Linked DNA regions of Mus musculus: region 1 is linked to region 2. The links are chromatin contacts, called in public Micro-C maps. All regions are on one chromosome and are shown on one strand. The core of a region is the stretch at or near the end of the contact, and the rest is flanking DNA. Distances in the headings are between cores, read along the strand shown. Region 1 has its middle 99 kb from the start of Etaa1. Region 2 has its middle 140 kb from the start of Gm31268.

Region 1 (5,671 bases), core at 167-2,666, 390 kb after region 2:
GCCCTTAGACAGAGTCTTCAATTTTCCCTTAATTTTAACAAATGTATTTTTTTGTCTCGTGTGCATATTTTCCCTGTTTATGTGGCTGTTTAGTATGTGTGTGCCTGGTCCCACGGAGATCAAGAGAGGTCATTCAGGTTCCTTAGAACTAGAGTTACAGAGGTTGTGAGCCAGCACGTGGGTGATGGGAATCAGACTCAGGCCCTTTGAAGGGATAGCGAGTGTGCTTAACAGCTGAGCCGTTCTTCAGTCCCTTTTCTCGCTTAATTTTAATAAAGAGGCCCACTGGAGAGCATCAAGGAGACGTGAACCTTCCTAAAGCAAGCATGCATGCTGGAGAGTGGATGCTTGTGCTTAGAACAGGAAGAGTTCCTCGGCCCCAGGTGAGTTTATCGTGCAAATAAAGCCCACCGTTGGGGGGCATTGTGCAGGTACAACTTTGGGTACTGTCATGACACTAATTAATAAAGCCATAACTGCTTTATTACTTTATTAGAACCAAAAAAGATCTCCCAAAGATCACGTTCTCGGTTTAGTCAATACAGAAATTAGATCAAATGTGAACTGGAAATTAAAGCTTAAGCAGTCTCCTGGAGGTTAAAGAGACGGGGAATAAAAGCCGTAAAGTGAGCAGGTTAGAAAGACACACTAGAGGTCGCTGTTGCTGCTCGAGCTGAAGGTGTGTTCACTCGCATGCATGCATGTGTAAATGCAAATATATACATATATCATAAGAATTGTTTTGGGAGATTGTATGAATGTTTGAAAATTTTTGGAAAGATCAAGTACCTTTGTTAAATCCAAAAAAAAATCCATTAAAGTATGATTTTTTTTTTGACTTTTGATTTTTTTCCCCCTTTGGGGTATGTGGATAGTTGAAAATTGAAAAGGAGATTTTTTAAAAGAAACTTTTATTTTATTTTAAAAATTCATCCAATAACTAGTCACGTAGTAAATATTTTGCCTCTGATAAAAATTCTCACATTTACTTGGTGCAGTTTGAAAAACACCTTTCACATGCACATTAATGGAACCAACAGTCAGAGTAATTGATGGGTCAATATGCCTCCTCTAATTATGGAAACTGGTTCCACTCCCTAGTAATGTGAAAGAAAAGTCAAATTAAGATAAAAAAAAAATTTTTTTTTTAGTCCAGTCTTTGAAGGTGTATGGAAAATGTTTTCAGTGTGGCAATCCAGGGAAAATCATGAAACAGGTTTGGGAATTGTTGTAAACATTTTCAAGTTTATATAAATAAAAGGAAAATATTTTAGAAAAACAAGGATGCCCCTGGGACCATCACGTTGCAAATGGAGTGAGTCTGGTGGAACTACGTTTTTGGAGCTCCTGAGGAGGGCTCTAGATTTTTCTGCCTCCCATTAAGCCTTCGGATGAGTTACTTGTGAAGGCCGTGGTGAGAGGAGAGGTCAGTTACAAGGTCACAGCCAGACTGAAGGGGTTTACAGAAAAGCTAATGGCAGAATGACCAATCCAACAAAGGAATCGTCTCGTTGCCAAGCAAAGGATTCCATGGGTTAACCTTGGTTAAATTGCTTCCCTTTGTCTTTTGTTGACTGTTGCTGGTCACAGGGATTGAGTCCAAGCCATCAGAGCATGCTCAATTCATGCATAAAGCCCAGGTACCTCGGAAAGTATTAGTCGCACCTACATTATCTTTGGTAACAGAGATCTCCGGGTTTCAACTGCTAGACTTGAAACAGTTTCAAAACAATGCCCTCACTTTTCTGTGTATATAGAACCTGCCTTCCTTGAATACTAAGGAAAGCTAGCAGGCCTAGAGAAAACTGACCAATTTTCTTCCTTTGCTGAGCATGTTTTTTCCCCTTTGTCCTGCTGATCATGGTCCTGGGAGTAGTTAAAGTTCAAAGAGCTGGATCCCAATTCCTTACAGAGTTACTTTCTACAAGTTTCAGGAGGTGGGGGGCAGGGGGGAATGGATAAAACGGAGTTTGAATTTAATTTACTGGAGAATTCAACGTTTTAAAATCACATTTTCCAAGTATCTTTGTTGAATTACTAGTAGTGGGGCAGAGGACTTGTAAGAGGCTCAGAACTTCGATATGACTCAGAAAACAATGGTTTTTCCACATAGAGTGCCACATGGAGGACCACTTGGGGCTTGGCCCTTCAGCCCTTTCTCTTGCTCAATGAAGGTGAACTTGGGTAAGTCCCTGACCTTGCTGACTCCAACTTCTTCTTTGCAAAGAAGATATAATTTCTGCCTCTCCCAGTAGGCTTCTACAAATCAATGGCTGTTAAGTAATTGGCACTCAGAATGGCCTGGGTGCCTGTCTGGTGTCATTATCATTGTCTTAGTGGAAATTCACAGGCTCTCTTTACACCTATTGAAAGGGATATGAACTGTGTTTACTGTTCCTTTTGAAAGCAGCTTTTAAAAACAGCAACTTGAAGAAAAAACTTAACAGTTCAACAGCTCGTTCAGAAGAAGAAACAGATTCTAATTAGTGATTGTGTTTCTCTTTTTCCAAACAGTTTTGTGTACACAAGCTCAAACTTGGACTTTCGGAAAAATAGAGCACTTTACTATTATAAGACAAAACCATTATCATAATTTTTGGTTAAGAAAATTATGTGCATTTTATTAACCAAAAAATGTGTTTATGCTTTTCACCATGTAACTATTTTTTGAAAGTATCCTGTTCTCCATAGCCTGGTTAAAGGACTGTGGGCTCCTTGAAGTCAGCCACATTTAAGAGCAATCCCACAGTTCTTACAAGGTTGAAAACCACTGCCCTCATGGGTTCTGGTAGCAATTATAATATGCAATACATTTTGTTTTAAATGGAAGGTTTCATAATGAAATTTGGAAGCCAGCGTCATTTCCCTTCCTTGGCTTACTACAAAAAGAGGATTTGAGGGAAAACAATAAAGGAAATAGCAAGGAACTATTATATGACCTTAGGCAAATCTGTTCTGTAACTCATCCTTCTACAAACACACACACACACACACACACACACACAGAGAGAGAGAGAGAGAGAGAGAGAGAGAGAGAGAGAGAGAGAGAGAGAGAGAGAGAAGCAAACATAAGCATAGAATGGAGACTTGACATTTTCTTGGTATTTTGAAAAATGTGTATATTAGTCAAATTGAATGATTAATTGTTACCAAATTGTCTAATTAACCAAATAACTCCGGAGCTTCCGTGCGGTCTTCTGAACAAGTCCTGCCTGGGGCACGAGGAGGATGAGTTTCCTTCCCACTTGGGTGTTGCTGTGAGACATTATGAGAATCTGATGCTCTAAGAGTTGAAAAAGCTACTTTTATCTTCCCATCTTGCTGTGAAGAAAACACTGCGGTTGTCTTTTAGGATAGATAAAAAAAATTGAATGTCCTTGCTCTCAGCCAACCCCTACAAGACCGTTTTTTGAATTGCTTTCATTTTATCAATGTTCCTGTCAACCAAACAGGCCTTCAGTACGTCAAGTTGGCCACCACTTACAGAAAGCACTGACTCAAAAACAACATGTCAGCCAAAGATTCTGTTTGGCCTGTGCTGCTTGCTGTCTGGCCTTCCTTTGGGTGTCTGCTGGGTCCAAGTGGGGACTTTGATGGGCTGTGCTTACATCACTAAAAAGCAGAATGGAGGGGCAGTGGGGTCCCACCTATACGGCAACTGTGCCTACAAATGTGCTAGCTTCCGTTTGTTGATACATTAGCAAATCCTCGTGTCACGGTCAGACAAAGGAACGAATGGAAGAGTTGAGGAGATGGATAAAGTGCTTGCAGATAACGTGTGTGATGCGTCTGTGCAAGCATGAGGACTGGAGTTCAGATCCCAAACATAGGTAAATGCCACTATGGGCACAGTGGCCTGCCTGTAGTTGCAACATTTGAAAGGCAAACATGGGCAAACCCCCAGAGCAAGCATGTTAACCAGGCTAGCTGTTCTGGCAAGCTCTGCATCCCATTGAGAGAGCCTGCCTAACAAATAACTTGGAAAGGGATTAGGGAACAGGAACGCTCCTGACATCAGCCTGGGACCAACACATGCACACAGACACAAACTTCCGAACACAAACGTACCTCAGAAAAAAATAGAAATAAAAAGAAATTAAAGGATTGTTGGCACACTCCTAGAAGGATACCAACTAGTGAGGAGGTAGCTACCAAAGAGTTGCTTCAGATAGTGCCTCAAGGGGAACAACAAAGACAAACTCAAAACAGAAAGAGAAAAGCAAAAGGGGCCAAAGTTGGCAGCCACTATCTTTTTTTTTTTTACCTTGTTCATTTATTAGTTTAGCAAATGCTTATGACGGCAGAGTCCAGAGCAAAAAGGCATCTACTGAAGTCTTCTACTGCTTTGCATGAGAGCCTGGATTTCTTGGTAAACTGTCCATTTCCATGTCAGGATTTTGAGCAAGGAACTTCTCTCTACACTTTAGAATCTTTCTGTGTAAGCCAATGTACTTGAATATCTTTACTGTGTCTTGAATGCAAGGAGAGTATAAGAAAGGGTGCTCCTGGATTTAATCACACTGATTCGAGCCCAGGAGAGCACTTTTGCTTAAGGACTCATGCATGATCTTCTTCAGTGTTTCTCAATATCCAGGCCACTGACATACATGGGGACCCCCTTGTCAGCACCTTCCATAGCTACACGTAAAGCCATGGACTCTGTACTTGCGAGCTCCCTGGCCTGTGTGTTACAATTACGAGAAGCATGCCAGTTCATGACAGCTCTCACTACTATCCCTCTCTGCATTGCATGTGCATTGAGGAACACTGGGTTATATTCTTATTCAGGGGCATTAGGAAAGGGCTGCTTACCTCAGTATTATTCTCCCTGATTTTAATGGAATGGAGTGAAAAATCTTAGGGTGACAAGAAGCATATAATTAAAGGAGTGAAGAAAATCTCACCCACACTGACCAGAGCCTGGACTGTTGCTCATTACTTCTGTTACTTTCACTTTTAGAAGCAGTTTCCACAGCCAGCAAGGCAATAGCATAACTCAAGCCATTGAGGACATTCTGCTCTTCATCAGAGGCTACTCATTAAAGTTGCAAGCTCACTGTTTTAACTGCTATTGTCTTTATTATTACAAAGAGATAGAGAATTTTCCACTCTATTAGGGTTGTTAAAAACCTTTCCATAAGGAGCAATTGGACTCTAATTATGTGTGCCAAAGGGTACAAAGGAAGCTGCAACTAATTTTAAAAAAACTAAATTTGATACTTTATATTACCTGTCTTTTTTACTACATTTTAAAAATGTTAAACAATGATAAAATGTAAAAGAAATAAATATCCAGGTTAATGGGAAAGGCATACCACACCAAACAAATCAAAATAGAAACCAAACAAACAAAACCAAAAACAAACGTCTCTGTATAAGTACTCAATAAGGTACAGCGAGGGATATTTATAGGCCTGCAGATGACTTAATACTTTCTGCACCAGGAATTCATCCATCCTTCCAACTGACTTGAGAGACATTTATAACGAATAAACCATATTTGTGTTTAATGTGGGAGTGGAGTCCAGGCCTCATCTAGCAAGTCTGAGACACATTGGCCCAAAGAGCTTAACTGATGTCAAGTGTAAAACCACGTTTCAAAAGCATGTTGTCAGGTCTACATAGGCTATCCATTCTGATAATCTCATTCCATTTTTTATTTTATTGTTGA
Region 2 (6,473 bases), core at 2,853-5,352:
ATGAGCAAGCCAAGATGGAACGCATCTTGTCTTTGCTTCAGCTGCAACTTGAATATCAGGTAGTTACAAATATAATATTTATTTTATGCTCCTTTATTCTTTTGCAACATAAGGTGATTTTTAGTCCAGAAACAATGTCTTCTGTTCCTCTTGTAAGTATAAGTTAGCAAATTATATTAAGAATTGGTAAGGGAGATTCCCAGAAGTGGTTCCAGGAAAGGGACCTCTGTTCTATCTTTTCGGATTAAGTACCTTCCTCCTTCTGTTCTTCCTGACTTCTCCCCTAGAAATGGTGAGTGTAGAGCCCTCTGCCCTTGCCTGACCACACCTCAGATCACAGAGTGACCTAGAAGATAGAATGTAATATAGCATAAAGATAGAGGAAGCATCGTTCTACGGTACTGCTGTAGAATCCTCGGCTCCTTTCCTCTGGCCGTCATCACAGGAAAATGAAGCGGATGCATTAGCCACTGTTTTCTCCAGTTTCTACTCACAGCACATGAATGCAGACTTTAACTGCTACAAATACCTTCCACCCCGTGAGTACCGCCCTTGTTTCTTTGCAGCTAGATCCTGGAAATACTGTCTGCTGGTCCGTGCTGATTCACAAGCCCCTACAAGAGTGAAGTTGGACTCAGCTTCTGCTAATGAGCAGCAGAATTGCTGGTGAATACAGTGCTGGGATTATAAGGTGCTGGCAGCCATACCAGAATAATAAGGTCAGATGGAAAAGCATCCAGTGAATACCTTCAGTGAATATCCTGTCCTGCGATAGTGGCCTCTGAGCACTGCAGCCCAGACACACGGCTCAATTGGTGGAACTGCAGCCCCTCTTTACTTTCTTTGGCAAAAGGATGAGGGGCTTCATTATTGGTTCAGTTTTTGCTCTATGTAGCTATTCAGTAGAAGCCCACGTTCATTCCAGTTTATAACTAAAGCGCTTATTCATTGGAGTTTACACCAGCGGTTTCATCTGTAATATCAAAATGGTGGCTGCAATCTGCTTTGCTCATCTCAAGTCCCTTTGGTTGATTCCTGTGATGAAAGAGGTTCAAAAGACATGAACCACGTTCTTGGCTCACGCTGCCTGTGTTCTTCATCAGTGTAGTATATGGAACTGTGTAACCTTTTGATAAAAATTTAAGACTAAATTACAGGAGATGTTTCAGAAATAATCGCATCATCACTACCTTGCTGTGTCTTCAGTGTCATTCAGAGATATTTTGTACATTTTGTAAAGTGAAATAAATAGCATTAACTTGAGGCAGTGTGCCAAGGGAAGCTGAATAGAGATGTTGCTAATCTGCTTACGGGTAGGTCTGTGGGTGCAGCATTGGAAGGGTGAATCTGAACATGTTTACCAAGGTAGTTCCTGGTACCATTAGGTTGTCTTCATAAAGTAGGGTGGAGGGCAATTCTCGCCCTAATATCATTATTTCATGCCCTTTGCCAATGATTGGCATTGCCTTTCAGGAAAGAATGCACTAGTTGGTAAGATTCTAGGAGCACAAAACAGACTACTCATTTGAAGTTCATTGCTTATGTAGCTTTTGTATATGAGCAAATTTGTTGTCTGCTTTACTAATTTCTCTCTTCATACCAGAAATAAGGACAGCTCACATGGGCACTTAAGATGCAACACATAAATTTTGGGAAATAAACAAATGTAGTCACAGTTTTTTTTTTGCTTGTTTTATTTTTTTTTTGTTATAAAAGTTTTGTGTGTTTTAAAGAATAGATGAAATACCATCTATATAGAAAACATTCTAAAGAGATTTCTTTCTTTACCTAGCAGATGAAAAGGCACATAACTAATGCAAAGGAAGGAGGGGGTGGAGGAGGAAGAGGGGTGAAAAGCAGGAGAGCAGGAGGAGAGCGAAGAGAAGTAGCAGGAGACTAACAATTTTAAGAATTCTTCGAAGGAATAATTAAGGTGGCTATGTTGCCTATTGGTCTTAATAGTGGAGAGTTAGGTAGGCTAACCCTAAAGGCACATATTTCTCGTATAATCCTGCTTATCTCACAAATCTTAATGATCACTCACAAAGGAGACTGACTAGGTAGGTGGGTAAGGCTGCCAGCTAAAAAAGGGAGGAAGCAAATATCTACTGTCTAGTGACCTGAAAGCAATTCTTCAAGTCTATTCTAGTAGAAGGAATTTCTTTCTCTTGGAGTAACTTGCAATTAAAAAGCAAAGGGCATGGCCGCGAGAATCGGAACTATAGAGAGAAAATATGCCCTTTCTTATGACACTTCTCAGCACACACAGACTGCAAGTTTGCTCATGTTTTGATAAGACTTTAAATAGAGATGTTTGCATTAAAACTTTTTAAAAAATCCTTTTAGCTTTCAGAAATTCAGTTTGTGGGTGGAAAGGGCATGTTTAAGGCAAGAGAATGTGAGTGAGCTGTGGCTGTGGCTGTGGCTGTGGCTGTGGCTCAGTGGTTGAACACTTTCCTGACTCGGGGTTATAACCCCAGCACCAGAAAAAAGGAATCAACTAAACTAGCACAAATCAAAGATCCCACAGGCTTTAGCTCTGATATGATACTATACCCTAATTATCTAGGCCAACACTTATAGAAATAGATGATGAATAAGTAATTTTATTTTTTGGTAGTCATATTAAAAACATGGGGGAAAAAACTACAGGTGAAATTGATTTAATTATTTTTAAATTTAATCCAATTATTACAAATATCTTCTAAGTATGTAATAGGTATAAAAAAAGCTAATTTGCACCCTTCACAGCACAATCCTCCCCTTAAACTCTTTGCTTTTGTATCCATCGATCCAGCATTATTTAAGCACAGCCACAAGTAGCTTGTGGTTACTAGATTACAGGGGAGGTGGAGATGACATCGGTTATACCTCATTGCACACCTTCCTAGTAAACAGATGCCTCAAGAGAGGATTTTTCATTATGATCATTGTCTGAAGAGTAGAGCTTGTAGGCGTAGACTGTTTAAATAGGAGGTGAAATGTCTCTTTAGACAGGCCATGGATTCCAAATTTTCTGGAAGTTACTGGTTTCCAAGCAGGTAGATGCAAGGCATCTAGTTTTTTACCTGTAGAGGGAGCTCTCTCCCCTCTGCTCTCTCTTTAATTTCAATCCCAACCTTGGTTCTTAGAACCCTGCAGTTCTGAGTTCTTTCACCTGGCTTGGTGGAGAGTTTGTGTTTGGCTCCAAACCAGCAGTACTTTCACAATCTGCACACGTTAAAGGCAGCTAAAATGCTAGGACACCAGCCGGGTGGCGGCTTGAATCTGTGATTCCCAGGCAGTCCAGGGAAATGATAAACAAAAGTCTTTTGTGCAATATTAATAAGCTTTAAGCACTCCCCAGTGAGCCTCTTGTCATCCAAGTAAGTCATGTGTATCAAAAGCCCTTATACGTGGAAGTTTGTTTTCATATCTGGCCCACGATGAATGGGAGCCCCCTTTGCCATGTTGTAAAACAAACATTTGTTTATTTTCTGAGCAGAGCTGGCAGTACGACTCAGAAACTGGAGCTGAATGGAGAGCCCCTTTCCAAGGAGGCGCCTTTGAAAACCCTCTGCCGCAGCTTTCCAACTGTCAACTGATCCTGAACTGGGTTTACATTAAGACAATAACAGTGTTTCCTAAATAAATAAGTTAGAGACACCCGTGGGCCTTAATCAAACCCATAAATGGCTTGTAGGGTGGGCCAAAAGGTTTTTTTTTTTTTTTTTTTTTTTTTGCTGTGCAGAGAAATAACGTCTAGTTCATCTTACCATGTATGGGAAGCTTGTGTTTTTGAGACAGAAGGGTTTCTTTATGGTAATTATACTGTTTTTTTTTTTTTTTTTTTTTTTTTTAAACCAACAACAAAAACAAAAACCGCCTGATAGAGCTTTCTCTGGACCTCTGGGACAAAAGAATGTGACACTTTTCTTGGGTGAATGCCACGGTGCCAAGCAGGCATTTTCTAAAGAAGAGAGGTGTGGTCACCCTCCCAGTCGATAATGTAACCCCCTCCTGGCACGTAAAGAAAATAAATGAAAGCTGTAAGATGAACCATCTGCTACTGCGATCTGGCTTCTTTCTTCGTTGACTTGGGGCTTCCGGGAATTCCTTTCACTCCAACAAGTTTCAAGCACAATGGCCTTAGAGGCAGAGGGTGGAAACCAGGAAGCACCACTGAGCGCCGGGAGCTTGGGTTTCTGCGGGTTTTCCCGGAAGGCGGGAATTTCAGCCTCTTACTGGAAGCTGCGTTTCTCCCGTAAAAGACACATTCTAGGGAAAGACTGAAAGCTGAAGAGCTGAAACAACAGTTGCATGTAAATGAAAACAAAAAATTAAATACTACTGCGCATCGTAGGAAGTCTGTAGAGATTCTTTCATACAGGTATCCTCAGCTGTACGGAATCATCATTTGCAACTTTCAGAAACAAAAGCTTGACTATAATATATGTATAATATGACTTTGGTTATAGCACATGCATAATTTTATAACTTACTTTTGGAAGGCTTGGATTTTTTTCATGTGCATTTCCTCAGACTACCATCTAATATTTATAATAATCATTTTTCATTATTATAACTATGTATAATATACAACTAATATTATTACAATGTTATAATAACATAACCAATATTATAACATTGTTTCCACGGATGTACAACTTTCCAAGTAGATGTACTATAATTCACATGTCTGCCTTTTTCTTTCAGGCAACATGGGATGCTTATGATTGCTTTCACAGCACAATTTCTTTCTTGGAGAAATATTAATTGGGATAACCACAAAGTTATTAATACTTAGGGATTTTTAACACACAATATCATATGGTTTCCCAGAAGGACTTGAAAACAAACTGCTTTTCTAACTGCAACCACTCACTACAGTGTAGTCTTCTTAGCTTTCACTTCCTCTTTGCCCTTTCTGTCTGTCTAGAACAATCCCACCACTCACATGTCCTTCTTTAAACACCTTCACATAAGCATTTCATCTATGTGTAAAAGTGGTTCTCGGATACTGTCTCTCTGAGACCTTAGGAGAGTATGCCAAATTCAACCTATTTTTATTATTACAGACAAGAGTGTTTCATTTTGTAGCACATTGCTAATTGCTATGGTTTTGTCTTGTATAAGATGTACTTACTTGTGGGCTAATGCGTAATTTATATTCATTTCTGAACCTTGCAATCATTTGTGCTAATGTGGTAGACACACTTTGAGAAATCTGCCCAGGCCAACAGATTACCGAAACCTATGAATTAACCCCTGTGCTTGGTCATGCGACTCCCTCACTCCTGCCACATCCAACGGGACTGAGATTGAGCGGTGTGTTGGAGGAGTGAGAAGATGACAGGAGAAAGAGAAGGCAGGACCTCCACATAGAAAGCAAAATGGAGATGGGAGAAAAATTGCTTCCTTCATTTCTGAGGATTTTCTAGTTCTTGCTTCCAGTGATTAAGTCTGTCTGGTTACATGTTCTCAAGTGTCACTCTCTCATAGCTTTACACATGCTGGGAGATGCTGAAATGCTGATGCTTCAGAAACTAGACAGATCTGTCTGTGTCAATGGAGTGACACGCCCCTGACCCCATCATTCCTTTTCTCTCTTGGTCTCTGTCTCTCTCTCATCTCTCTCTGTCTCTCTCTGTCTCTCTCTATCTCTGTCTCTCTGTCTCTCTCTCTCTCTGTGTGTGTGTGGGGGGGCGTGATGAAGTGGGGGTGGGAATGGAGTATCTCTCTGTGACTGATTATACAATAAGGAGTATTAGGCAAAGCTATCAAATCATTTAAAATGAGCCTCTCTATTTCCCTGTTTGCTGTCTACTGGAGTTTATCTGTGGATTGACATATTTCCTAGCATATGACCTCAGGCAGTCACTCTTCTTCTTCTTCTTTTTTTTTTTTTCTTACTTGCCAGGGTTTGTCCATTCATTTAATTAAACTGTGTCAACTGCCCAGAAAATGTCTGGACCCAAGCTGGACATGATGATCACAGCTCAGAGCAGACACACTGCTGCTCAATAAATTCTTGATCTGATGTCATAGGCAGTTTGCACAGCCAGTGTGGGCCAGTGAACCAAGTGGCCAGCAGGCTAAATATAAAATGCTCGACTTTAGGCAATGTGCGGTATCATCAGTGGGATGAAGGATATGCCTATGAGGCATTTCCTATGCAATGTGGCTTCTACAGAAATGACCAAATACAGCCAAGTACTGTCCTCAAGAAGAACATGATTGGTTGGCATGTGTAGTTTTAGCTACCCCTTCCTAAGCTCCGGGAAAGGGCTGCACGTTACTAGTTCCCACCCAGCTTCCCTTGACTCCACAGAGATAAAAGACACAGACACACATGTTGTTCATTTTCAACCTCTCTTGGCACAATTGCAGGGCATTATTAAACTTGTGCAGCTAGTGTGCCCTTATTAATACTCTTAGCTCTGCACCTCCCACCTGCCCTAAACTTTAGTTGCTCAGTTACATCTAGTCCCAGC

Evidence for each region. Hi-C and Micro-C count contacts between places; a contact is called where the count stands out from the background.
Region 1: a Micro-C map of embryonic stem cells shows a contact between it and region 2, with 2.0 times the contacts expected there. The contact joins two enhancer-like sites. A contact is called at or near these places in 20 of 484 Hi-C or Micro-C datasets (the N1E-115 cell line, cerebellar granule neurons, cerebellum and 9 more), 4 of 115 datasets of contacts at active chromatin or transcription factors (embryonic stem cells and forebrain) and 2 of 9 other capture datasets (embryonic stem cells and embryonic tail).

The regions. Positions count from the first base shown.
Region 1 is chr11:17,851,930-17,857,600 of GRCm38.p6, forward strand. No RefSeq gene overlaps it. Among named protein-coding and RNA genes, the nearest start is that of Etaa1, 99 kb to the right of the region's middle. Within about 2 kb of position 1,417, at least 4 of the 459 cell types and tissues checked have an H3K27ac peak or open chromatin away from gene starts, as enhancers often do. A contact at or near this core is called in embryonic stem cells, where this site is marked.
Region 2 is chr11:17,457,024-17,463,496 of GRCm38.p6, forward strand. No RefSeq gene overlaps it. Among named protein-coding and RNA genes, the nearest start is that of Gm31268, 140 kb to the left of the region's middle. Within about 2 kb of position 4,103, at least 50 of the 459 cell types and tissues checked have an H3K27ac peak or open chromatin away from gene starts, as enhancers often do. A contact at or near this core is called in embryonic stem cells, where this site is marked.